2 separate regions of the Danio rerio genome follow, and region 1 is linked to region 2. A link is a contact called in public Hi-C data. All regions are on one chromosome and are shown on one strand. Each heading gives the region's core, a stretch centred on a gene start, on an enhancer-like site or on the middle of the called end of the contact. The rest is flanking DNA. Distances are from core to core; before and after follow the strand shown. Region 1 holds the start of mnta (MAX network transcriptional repressor a). Region 2 overlaps slc35f2l (info solute carrier family 35 member F2, like).

Evidence for each region. Hi-C and Micro-C count contacts between places; a contact is called where the count stands out from the background.
Region 1: a Hi-C map of skeletal muscle shows a contact between it and region 2, with 1.9 times the contacts expected there. The contact joins the promoter of mnta here to the enhancer-like site in region 2. A contact is called at or near these places in 10 of 18 Hi-C or Micro-C datasets (caudal fin, embryo, fibroblasts and 4 more) and 2 of 4 datasets of contacts at active chromatin or transcription factors (caudal fin and gastrula embryo).

Annotation. Positions count from the first base shown.
Region 1 is chr15:27,677,617-27,683,534 of GRCz12tu, forward strand. It overlaps mnta (MAX network transcriptional repressor a), which reads right to left and starts at 4,184. Exons shown (of 6, transcript XM_009291752.5): 1 at 3,921-4,184. The coding sequence starts at 3,993.
Region 2 is chr15:27,644,022-27,649,904 of GRCz12tu, forward strand. It overlaps slc35f2l (info solute carrier family 35 member F2, like), which reads left to right. Exons shown (of 8, transcript XM_017351066.4): 8 at 1-2,043. mnta (MAX network transcriptional repressor a) reads right to left here. Exons shown (of 6, transcript XM_009291752.5): 6 at 2,393-5,435. The coding sequence ends at 4,696. Among named protein-coding and RNA genes, the nearest start is that of slc35f2l, 19 kb to the left of the region's middle. Within about 2 kb of position 3,185, at least 50 of the 62 cell types and tissues checked have an H3K27ac peak or open chromatin away from gene starts, as enhancers often do. A contact at or near this core is called in skeletal muscle, where this site is marked.

The DNA of each region.
Region 1 (5,918 bases), core at 2,934-5,433, 35 kb after region 2:
GTGCAAGGAAGAGAAGCTCTCGTGTGTTCCTTTACATAATATCACAGCACAGCACTTGACTGTCTTAAGTAGTATGTTATACTTATTTAACAGCAACAGGGCAAAGGGTATAACAGCACACAGGAAATGACTGTCCACCAGTGTGCGATGCAGTTTACAACTCAGCTTAACAAACTGCTGGCTGAATGCTTTCACAGAGTCACATGCTGAGCAGAATTACAGTCAGCTGTGGCGCAACATACAGAAGTGAAACTGATCGAAAAGATTTCAACCACATCGAAAGCCTGCACCGACTATTTGTGCCACTAATCATCTGAGAATACACGACATTTTGCAACTGAGAAAGAGTACATAAACTATTACGTTTGTAAATAGAGAAAACACGGACAGCCAGGTCAACTTCACGCAGCATAAAAATTGTGCAGGAAATATTTTTGAACTGCTTAACCAATAGAACTAGCTCTGGACTGCCATTAAATTGCCACATCAAAAGCGAAAACTTTCATGAAAGTATTATAATAAGATGTACAAATTTACTTTAACAGATATTTAAGTTAAAAAGTCCAGACATGTTTTAAATGAAATAAACTGAAATAGCTTTATCAAGTAGAATATTTAGCAATTTACAATAGGGTCATTAGTAAACATAAGTTAATGCATTGACTAACATCAACAAAGAGAAATAGCTACATTTCTTACAGATATTATGTTAATGTAAGTAAAATGAAGATTATTAGCTCCGTTAAAAATAAACAGTTACAAGTTCTTATATTAATCAGTATATAAACATTAAAATCACATAATATTTGATTAACAAAGTCTTCACAAGTCATTGTCAGTTTAGTTAGCCAATGTTAATAACTTGGGCCTTACTGTATTATGTTAACAAATAATACACCTATAAAGAATCTAAAGATTTTCATTTAACACCTAAACGCTGATTTATACTTCTGCATTAAGCGCATGTGTATGCTCCGGCGCAGAGAAATACAAACAGTGTGCAGAAGTATGAATGCACGACAATGCGCAAGGCAGACGCGTGGGTCACACCGATCCCTCAACGCAGAAATTTAAACCAGGCTTAAGCCATGTTGACCAATTACAATGTGAAAATGATCATGTTTGAAAATAAAGTCTACTACATCAAACCGAAACATTCATAAAACCCTATCAAAAAGTTAATGAATAACAAATACTTGCAGTGTTTTTACAATACTGAATCCTGATTTACAGCAATATTGAAAATTGCTACGTCTCCAAGTAAAAAAAAAAAAAAAGCAAACAAAAATAATGTAATAGACTGCACAGGGGTAGACTTAGTAGCCCAGGAAATTAGGGGGCGTTGACTAGGGCTGTGCGATTAATCGAAATCGAATCGCGATTTGAAACGTTGCAAGAGGCTGCAATATGAAATATATATGTATTTTTCAATTTCCCATGCATGACTGTCGTCTGTGTGCGACAGTCTTACTTGCAGATTGAATGAGCACACTTTTGATCTGCCCAATTTAGAAATGCGCAACCGAACTATGCGGACCGCCCACAATTAAAAAAAAAATTAAGAAACAGAAGAAAACAAACAGGAATGCGTTTATGACTGGGATAATGGCATCTGCTTCTTCAAAAGCACTAATAGATGAATATCAAAGGAAAACAATACAGCAGTAATGTGGGAATATTTTGGTTTCAAAGTCACAGGCACAACACAAAAACAGGTCATTCTTAAGAGCTGTCACAGAATTGTTCTCACGGCTTAAAGATTATTGAGATGAAGCTTGACTACAAAATCAAATCTCAATATCTGTCAAAAAAATCTCAATTAGATATTTTCCCCAAAACCGCACAGCCTTGGCGCCGGCCAACGCCAAGAATTGCTTAAATTAATCATTATAAATTTAATTTACTAATTTTCTATCATATGTTGTAAAATCGGCAGCTCATTCCACTGTGGCAATAATTAATAAAGGGACTAAGCCAAAAAGAAAATGAATGAATGTTGTAAAATCTGTCTATAACTGTTTAGATTTTAATGTTATTACGTTTTTTAAAACCAAGGGCCCTCACGAAAAATGGAACGTTCCTTACATACTGCACATACAAATACCAAAATCTAATCGCAAATATGGCTTATTAACGGTACATATAGTTAGTCTGTGAACTTTTCATTTGTGAATTTATTGTATTTAATTTGTTAATTTGATAAAGGTTCCACTTAAAATATATTATTAACATGCAGTTTATTTATAAAAAAATCTTCAGTGAAAAAAATATATACAGTTTAAGTCAGAATTACAAGGCCCATATGAATTTTTTTTCATTATTTCCCAAATTATGTTTAACAGAGCAAGGAATTTTTCACAGCATGTCTGATAATATTTTTTCTTCTGGAGACAGTCTTATTTGTTTTATTTCAGCTAAAATAAAGACACGTTTTAATTTTTTAAAAACCATTTTAAGGTCAAAATGATTAGCTACTTTAGGCTAAATATTTCCTGATAGTTTACAGACCCAATTACCCTAACCTGCCTAGTTAACTTAATTAACCTAGTTAAGCCTTTAAATGTCACTTTAAGCTGTATAGAAGTTTCTTGAAAAATATCTGGTCAAATATTATTTACTGTCATCATGGCAAAGGTAAAGTAAATCATTTATAAGAAATAAGTTCTTAAAACTATTGTTTAGCAATGTGTTGAGAAAATCTCTCTGTTAAACAGAAATTTGGGGAAAATATAAATAGGGGGCGAATAGTTCTGACTTCAACTGTATAAATACATATACATCTATAGAGAAATATAATGTTTGTGTTTCAATGCTTTGGGGCCCATACCTGGAATTGCATAAGGCCTTCAAAACAACCAAATCCAACGCTGAGACTTCAATAAAAACTAGATCGATTTAATATTCAATATTCTCATTATTTTACAATCAGTTACCAAAATGTATTCTGCCTTTTATTTGCATATTTTCGACGATTAACTAATAAAACGTCTAAATTTTGTGATTGCACGATCACCCCTAAATACACAAATATGTGAATACTACATTTTTAGAGACCAACACGATGATCCCAAGCCGGAGGAGTGCGTTATATAACTGCAGAACATTTTGGAAAAGCAGGCAGGGGGTTACTGTCCTACTTTCTCTTTGGTTGTAAAGCCCCTCCCGCACAGAGCAGCGCCTGCCGCGCACATGGAACATCGGGGGAGGGGTTCTGTCCACGCGGATCGCAGAGGAGGGCGTGAATACACCAGACACGTCAACTGGGCGTGACAAAGCGGACACGTCACCGAGCCTCTACAGAAAGCGCCAGCGAACGCACGCAGCGCGGGAGCGAAAACAATAGTGAGAAATGCATAAAAACGTAAACTATTGCACTGAAGAACAACATGTGGAAAGTAATCACAACATTGGGTCAATTACTGCCTACAAAGGGGAAGCGAATGAAAGCTGCGTAATGTGATCCCCTAATCATTATATAAAGCGCAACTGGCACTCGCGCACGTACTTGTAAGCCACCGCCCTTAAAAGCAAGCAGGTATGTTTTCCTACATGAACACTGCGTTGAATGAAGTGATCGACCGTGAACTATCTCAACAATTAAAGCAAGAAACACACATTCTCCTCCTTTTAACACACAACTGTCGCTATGCGGAAAACGCCGGCTTACAACTGACACACAGCAAGTACGCGTAGGAAGATTACATTGCAGTTTTGCAGACTCTGTTGTTTTTAGGAGGATATTATAACGTTAATGTTGAATGTCACGCACAGCACGCAGCCCTGCTTTTACGCGGACTGTGGCAAACCGTGCAACAATGTCTCGCATTAACCTGCTACAACATTATACAGCAATACTGATACATTAAAGTGACTCTCTGTCTGTCACAAAGGTTTATGTGCTCAAATTTTTCATTTCTTACCACGTGCTTTCTGTTGTTGCAGGGCTTGCAATTCCAAAAACTTCGCCGCCTCTAAAAGCGTCTCGATACTCATCTCGGTTTTGTTTTATGGTCCAAGAAACGATTGGAGAAATGAATCAGCTCTCTGGATTCAAACGCTTCAGTTCGGGACCCAATCTTCTCGTCTGTTTAATAAAATAATAATAAAATAAAAGGAAAGACGTGACTGGATCCCCCGTGAAGTCACACTCTTCCACGCACGTAGAGGAGTCACAACAAGATGGCGGGTTATTCAGTCAACATATCGGGCCATTGTACAGACAGCTCGGCCACGCCCCCTGCTTCAGTGACCCCGCCCTACACATGCTGGGCTTTCAAAACACGGACATGGATATTTCTTATCAACGCGTTTATTCGACGAATTACACGAAAACTAAACATTGAATACAATCAGTGACTTGTATACTAATGTATTACACATATGTTGGCTAAAAGGACGAAAGCGGACCGCCCTAAAATAGAAATGTCAAATCCAGGTTTTGCGCAATACACCTACACACACCACGCCTCTGCGTCATTAATAAAACATGAGCTCAAAGCAGCCAATAGGAAAGCAGACACACAAGGCATGGTATCTGCTCACATGGGTGTCATTCTGCGCGTCTCGCACGCCAACAACTGAGAACGAAAACGCAACCTGCAGACCGACCCGATGACGTGCTGTTTGTGATGCAGCCACGATTCAAACACACTGCGAGTATCGATTAACAGTCTGCTGTGAACAACTTCTACAACAGATAAACAACACAACAGTAGTAGAAAACATTAGGATTTAAATATCTGCCTATGAAGCAATGGACATATTCAGATACAGTTATGAAATTGTTGATTTGGAATGGATCCATATATTAAAATATAATTTGTATGTATTGAGTCTGCAAATTACAGCAAAAAGGTACATTTTGATCATTTGTTTTTACTATTTAAATATTGTTTTCTATCTAAATATACTTTATTTAAGCCCATAGCCAGCCTATTAAAAGGGGTGGTTCTTTTTTCTCAAAAAGTGGACCTTATGCAGTTAATTGAGGTTCAAATACTGCATTTAGTCGCATTTTAAGCACTAATTTGTGCTGGATTAGCTTTATCATTTCCACACTTTTTAATGCAAAAAATACTTTTCACATTTTTGTCAAAGTGCTTATCATATTATTTTTTTTCTTTTACAAAATGTGTTTATTTACATACGTGCATTTAAACTATGTTATATTACTAAGTTACAATGTTATATTACTAACATATAATGTAATAAGGTTAGAATTTTAGAAATATGAAAAATACTTTTTTTTGCATGCAAATTTGTCATGCATCAGAAAATGTGAATCTGTTAAAACTTAAAAAAAAATAAAAATAAAAATAAATTAGCCAATAAGCAAATAACAAACTGGCCAGCTCATTTTCTCAGTCTGAATTTGTCTATTTAAATAATAAAAGCCTTCTTTTATTGGTTATTTTCACAATTTATGATGGCATACTGTCAAAAATGGGACAAATGAGCTCATTCAGGGGCCAAATTTTGGACTTTGTCAGAGAAGGGGTGGGTCTTTAGAATGGAATTTACACACACACACACACACTATGCATCTTTTTTTGCCTTTCACTACTACTAAATTCTTAGATCAGAAATAAATCCAGCATATTGACACTGGTCTGTCATTTTTAGCAATATACAGGGCTTCACTCTGCAGTCTTGTTTTCACTGGAGATCCTATCAAAGTAGCACAGACTGTGCTGCCATGAAACATGCACTGACTGAATAAAGGCAAAGTCATGTGACCGTATCTATGGTGACCACTGAGACAGTGAACTGCAGGACAGTAGGGAGTCTTCAAGAGGAGAGAGAAAGAGAAACAGATTGAGAACACATACCATTATCAATGTTGAAGAGCATTCATTTATATATATATATATATATATATATATATATATATATATATATATATATATATATATATATAT
Region 2 (5,883 bases), core at 1,935-4,434:
GGTACTGGAAATATTCCTCGAGATTTTGCACCATATTAACAGTTGCTAAAGATTTGTTAGCTGCACATCCATGATGCAAATCTCCTGTTCCACCATATCCCATTTGAGATCTGGTGACTGTGAAGGTCATTTAAGTAGTGAACTCATTGTCATGTTCAAGAAACCAGTCTGAGATGATTCACGCTTTATGGAATGGTGCGTTATCCTGCTGGAAGTAGTCAACAGAGGTTGGGTACACTGTGGTCATAAAAGGATCGACCCATGCTTTCAGTTGTTGACGCTAAATTGTGACATTACCAACCGAATGTCACAGCAGAAAATCATCAGAGACTCATCAGACCAGGCAACGTTTTTCTAACCTTAATTGTCCAATTTTGCTGAGCCTGTGTATATTGTAGCCTCAGTTTCTACATACCTCGGTTGTAATGTGTTGAGTGGTAATTTGACTTACTGTTGCCTTTCTATCAGCTCCAGCCAGTCTGGCCATTTTTTTCTGACCTCTGGCATCATCAAGGCATTTGTGCCCACAGAACTGCCGCTCACTGGATATTTTCTCTTTTCAGATTCTTCTCTGTAAACCCTAGAGATGATTGTGCCCGAAAATCCCAGTAGATCAGCAGTTTCTAAAACAATCAGACCAGCCAATTTTTGGCAGCATTTGCATCATTTTACAGTTTTAGATATTCTTAACGTTTATAAAAAAAATACACAATAATTATTAATAATTTTTACTTACATAAAATCAACATAAATAAACTTTCTACTCTTGAAAGATGCTTTTTTAAAGTTTTTTTTTTTCATTTCCAAACCTTATTTTATCATTGACTTGTATTTTAATGATCGTGCAAAATCTATGTTACATGTTATTTGTGTCCGTGTTGTTTAGATTTTTCCTTTTTACTTTACTGCAACAACAATTAAAACACACAAATTCTACTGTGCATACGAGGTTTAATCTGCAGCTGAAATTCACAAATGTGCCCTAAAATATTTCCCTGGAATTCATAATCCAGTTTTTCAAGATTCAAGATAATTAGCTGTTTAAGGTTCAATAAATTTCAATAATTAATACAAAAAAGGGGGGGGCTTCATGGGGGCGCAGCAGGTAGAACGATCGCCTCACAGCAAAAAGGTTGCTGGTTCGAGCTGGGTCAGTTGGTATTTGTGTGTGGAGCTTGCATGTTCTCCCCAAGTTGGCGTGGATTTCCTTCGGGTGCTCTGGTTTCCCCCACAGTCCAAAGACATGCGGTACAGATGAATTGGGTAGGTTAAATTGGCCACACAGTATATGTGTGAATGAGTGTGTATGGATGTTTCCCAGTGATGGCTTGTGGCTGGAAGAGCATCCACTGCGTAAAACATTTGCTGGATAAGTTGGCGGTTCACACCAATGTGGCGACCTCAGATTAATAAAGGGACTAATAATAATAAAGCCGAAAAGAAAATGAATGAACAAAAAAGGCAAAAATAAGTAATAATAATCAGACAAACCTTTACAAAATCAATTGTGTCTGCTGTTTTACTCCCAATTCTGTAAAATGACAATGACAAAGCAATAAATAAATGTATCAAGAGTTTTTTTTTATTCAACATTTGTTCTTTTATTTATTTTTGCTCCTCTCATAACATAATTGACAGTTAGGTCTATACGCAGCCCCAAATTTACAGGCTATATACAACTTGAACTTTCTCCATAGGGAAAACACACTATATATACGCATATATATATATATATATATATAATATCAGTGTGGAAAGAGGTCTGAAAAGTTGCCCCAACATATATATTTATATATAACTGTACATGGTCCCAGAAAATTTAAAAAGAACATATTTTTAAAAGGTCAGCACAGAAACAGGAATCATCCATCTACATGCCAAAACAGCCACGACAATTTGTCTAAGAATGTGTACATCCTACAGAGTGTAAATACACAAAACTAACTGACAACCTAAATAAAACGTAAAATAAAAGCTCATTCTCTCTCTCTCTCTCTCTCTCTCACACACACACACACACACACACACACACACACACACACACACACACACACACACACACGTACGTACAAAACACACACAAACAAAGAAAGCAAATCAAATGCAGGGACTCTTGCGCAACACAATGCTAGTGTGATTTGTAAACCTGGTTTGGGACAACAGACTGGATCACAGTGTTAGTTTAAAGTTGTATTCCTTGCTTTTTTAATCTACCTGCAGAAGTGTGTCTGGCTCAATAAAGAAATCTTCCCATCCACGCATAATTCCTCCATTTCTCACACTCACACAGCTGTCCTGAAGCTTAAAGATGTTCATTAAAGAAACATGAGGTCACATCCATCCACATTTCACTTGCACCGTAATATTATTAAAGGGATCGTTCACTCAAAAATTTTAACTCTAGCTTTATTCGTTTCTTCACAAAAGAAGATAGTTTGAAGAATGTTAGAAATCGATAATCATTGACTTCCATAGTATTTGTTGTTCCTACTATGGACATAGCGTTGGGCCAATAAACGATATTATATCAAACCGCAATAACATTCATGTCAATAACAATGATAAGCTCTGGACTTTTTTACTCTATATTGATCTAAGAGCCAATCACACAGCAGAAATGTGTAACAATGGGAATCTAAAAGTGTGTTGATATTAAAGATGTATCGAATTTTTGGCCACCGAAAAGTCAATCGTTACAGGTTTACAACATTTTTCTAAATATCTCCTTTTGTGTGCAATTAAAAAAGAAATTTAAACTGGTTTGGAATGAGTAAATATTAAGTAAATAATGTCCGAATTGTTGGGTGAACTAGCCCTTTAAATCACAAACAGACACATACATAAAGCTTCTGTGATGTATTTGCCACACACACACACACACACACACAATTATGAATGCGTGTCATTTTAACTTATTTGCTACATGAAAACGTTCTGCACATGTAATCTCCGACATTAATCACCAGTGGCGAGATGAAGGCATTGAATGTGATGGAATACATTCAGAGAGACTTCCAGAACAATGTTTGCGCCAGCGAATGATTGTGTTAGCACTCGACGGATGTGAATTCATACTAGCGCACAGCTCAATTGAAGAAGGTGGCCTTGTTAGTGAATAAGTTAAGAGTGCATTTGCAACAAGAGCACAATAGAGGGCGACTGTGCAGCATTGAACAGGACTCCAGATCGACGAGGTTAAAGGCACTGCTGTCAGATTCCCGATGACCCACGTGACTGTCACACAACAGTAGTGTCTATGCCAGCTAGAGCACTACAGATAAGAAATCATGTAAACTCCGCAAAAGAAAGAGAGAAACATCTCACATATGCTCCAGGTGTCAAAAATGAGAGGTCAACTTGTGTGATTGACTACTAAACGAGGAAAAAACCTAAACTAATCTTGTTTTAGGAGGGTTTGTTTGTAACTGTTTCCCTCAGAAGCGTCGTCTTCTGAAAGTATTGTCATTTAGGCTATATTAAAGTGATGGACTACCCAAAAAAATTAAATTTACTCACCATTTATTCTCCCTCGTGTGGTAACGAAACTTTCTTTTTTCTGTTGAACACAAAAGAAAATAATTTTTTAAGTGTTGGAAACCGCTAGCCGTTTATTGTTAACATACTATGGAGGTCAAGCATCTACTGGTTTCCATTTGCTTGTGTTCGACAAAAAAAGGCTTAAAACAAGTAGAGGGAGAGTAAATGAAGACCAAACTTGTATTGTAAATATCATAACTTAAAAAAATCATTCTATAGTTAAAAAATAATAATGATTCGAAACAATCTTTTTTGCTGTGTAATTTTGATGCTACTGTACGTCTTGCATCAACTACAGTGGTAAAACATGACATCATGCTGTCCAGGTAAGTTGATATTAAAATGCTGATTCCCCCTCAAATTTATTCACTCTCATGTTTTTTGCAAACATCTACGACTTTTCTGCAAAATATAAAACGATGTTGTGTTCGAAATCAAACAAACGCTGAAAAACTGTATGCCAAAAGAGCAGTACATCCAAATGAATATAAAAAAGTAGGCGAAAAGTACCCTAATGCAAGTATGCCCAAAAATCATTCATATTAAGCATATTCATACTTAACACAAACATTCATTCAAATTCAAACAAACGACATACTGCGACAACATTCCATGCACAGCTAAACTTTTTTGTTAGGCGCACTGAAAGATAACAGGGTGTAAAAACACATTGGACCCTATTGACTTTTAGTGTATATCAAATAAACTAATCATATTCAAGCTTTGCAGAAGAAAGTTAGTCAGGTTGAAACAACATGAGGCTGAATAAATATATATATTTTTGGTCTACATCAGACACCAGACAGTACACTAAACCTGGTCTAGCAGGAGCATTCACATGAGGTGTGCTGTTAGTGTGAGGTATAATGGGGCTGCCTTTAAAACCAGTAGTCACACATTATAGGCTGGCTGACAGTCAATTTAGGCTGGGATCGGACCACAGTTTCATCAAAACACACTTCTCTAGCGCTCTGAACTGTGCCCACACATACACGTAGAACATATCTTGTCTTATATAATCACTATATAGTATTAGACATTCAATAAACTCTTTGTGTCGCTTTAGATACTTTCTTTTCCATTTGGAATGTACTGTAGCTTTATAGTGTCTGCAGTCTTGAATGGGGCGGAAGTGTCTTTGCGTGATTGGTCAGCGCTTTAGGCCAGCTTTAGCGTGCTGACTGGGAAGGAGGGCATGGTCACCATGGTGACCGGATTCAGGACGGTCTGGCCCACCAGCTGAGGGTGATGAGCGACGACTTGCGCGCCCACCGGCGTCTGTTTGGCCATGATGGCGGCTTGCGCGGAGGGTGCAGCCGTGCCGTTGATCTGGGCATGAGAGAGTGTGTGCGCGATGTGGCTCATGACCGCCGGCTGCGTGACGGTGACCGGCTGAGGGTAGATTCCTGGCAGGTGGGCGACAGTGATGTGGCTGATGGATTGAGGTCCGGGTGCCAGCTGAACGGGGCTGGAGGAGGAAGGAGCGATATGGGCCATGTGTTTGGATGCGGGCTGAATGACGTGGTTGACTGTTTGGATGACGGAGGCATGTGACGCTGATCCCGCATGGGCGATGACTGAGGGCTGCAGGCTGGCAGCGGTCACTATATGGGTGTGGGCTGGAGGTAGGGTTTGGGGAGCAGGAGCAGATGCCAGGCCATTAGGAGTTGAGGATAAAGTTGTGATCGGGGTGGCTGCGGCAATGGGGGACAATTGAGCCGAGGGCATGGGGAGTTTAGACTGTTTATGTGGGATATGGATGTGTTGTGTTAGAAGGGACGACAAGGGGTGAGATTTCTTTAACTCGGGCTGAAGCGCAGCAGGCACTTTGGGTAAGGCGGTGGGCATGGAGGATAAGCTGTCGTCATCGATGTCTTCATCAAAGTTGTCTTCACCTTCTGTAGAGATTGACAAAACAAAACAAAAAAAAGATTTCTTTTAGTTAAAAAAGGATAAAAATGAGTGGCTTTTGCTTGATTTGTATTAGATTTTAATCAATGTAGTGTTCTTTTATAAGTGTTAGCAGAAAGCTAGTGTTGGTAAGATTTAATAATTCAATTCAAGTTTACTTTTGTAGCCCTTTCACAATAATTAATGCATGATCCTCCTGAAATCATTCTTATATGCTGATTTGGATCTCAAGAAACATTTCTTCATCAACTATGAGCTGCTTTATATCTTTGTGAAAAACGTGTAAGAAGTTTTAGTTGACTATAGGGTTCAGAGGAAACAACATTTATCTGAAATGCCTTTAAAATTGTGTAATTAATGGTTGTGTATGCAAAAATGTACACACACTCTATTATGAACAGATTAAGGATAGCGATTACTTCATAATATACATAA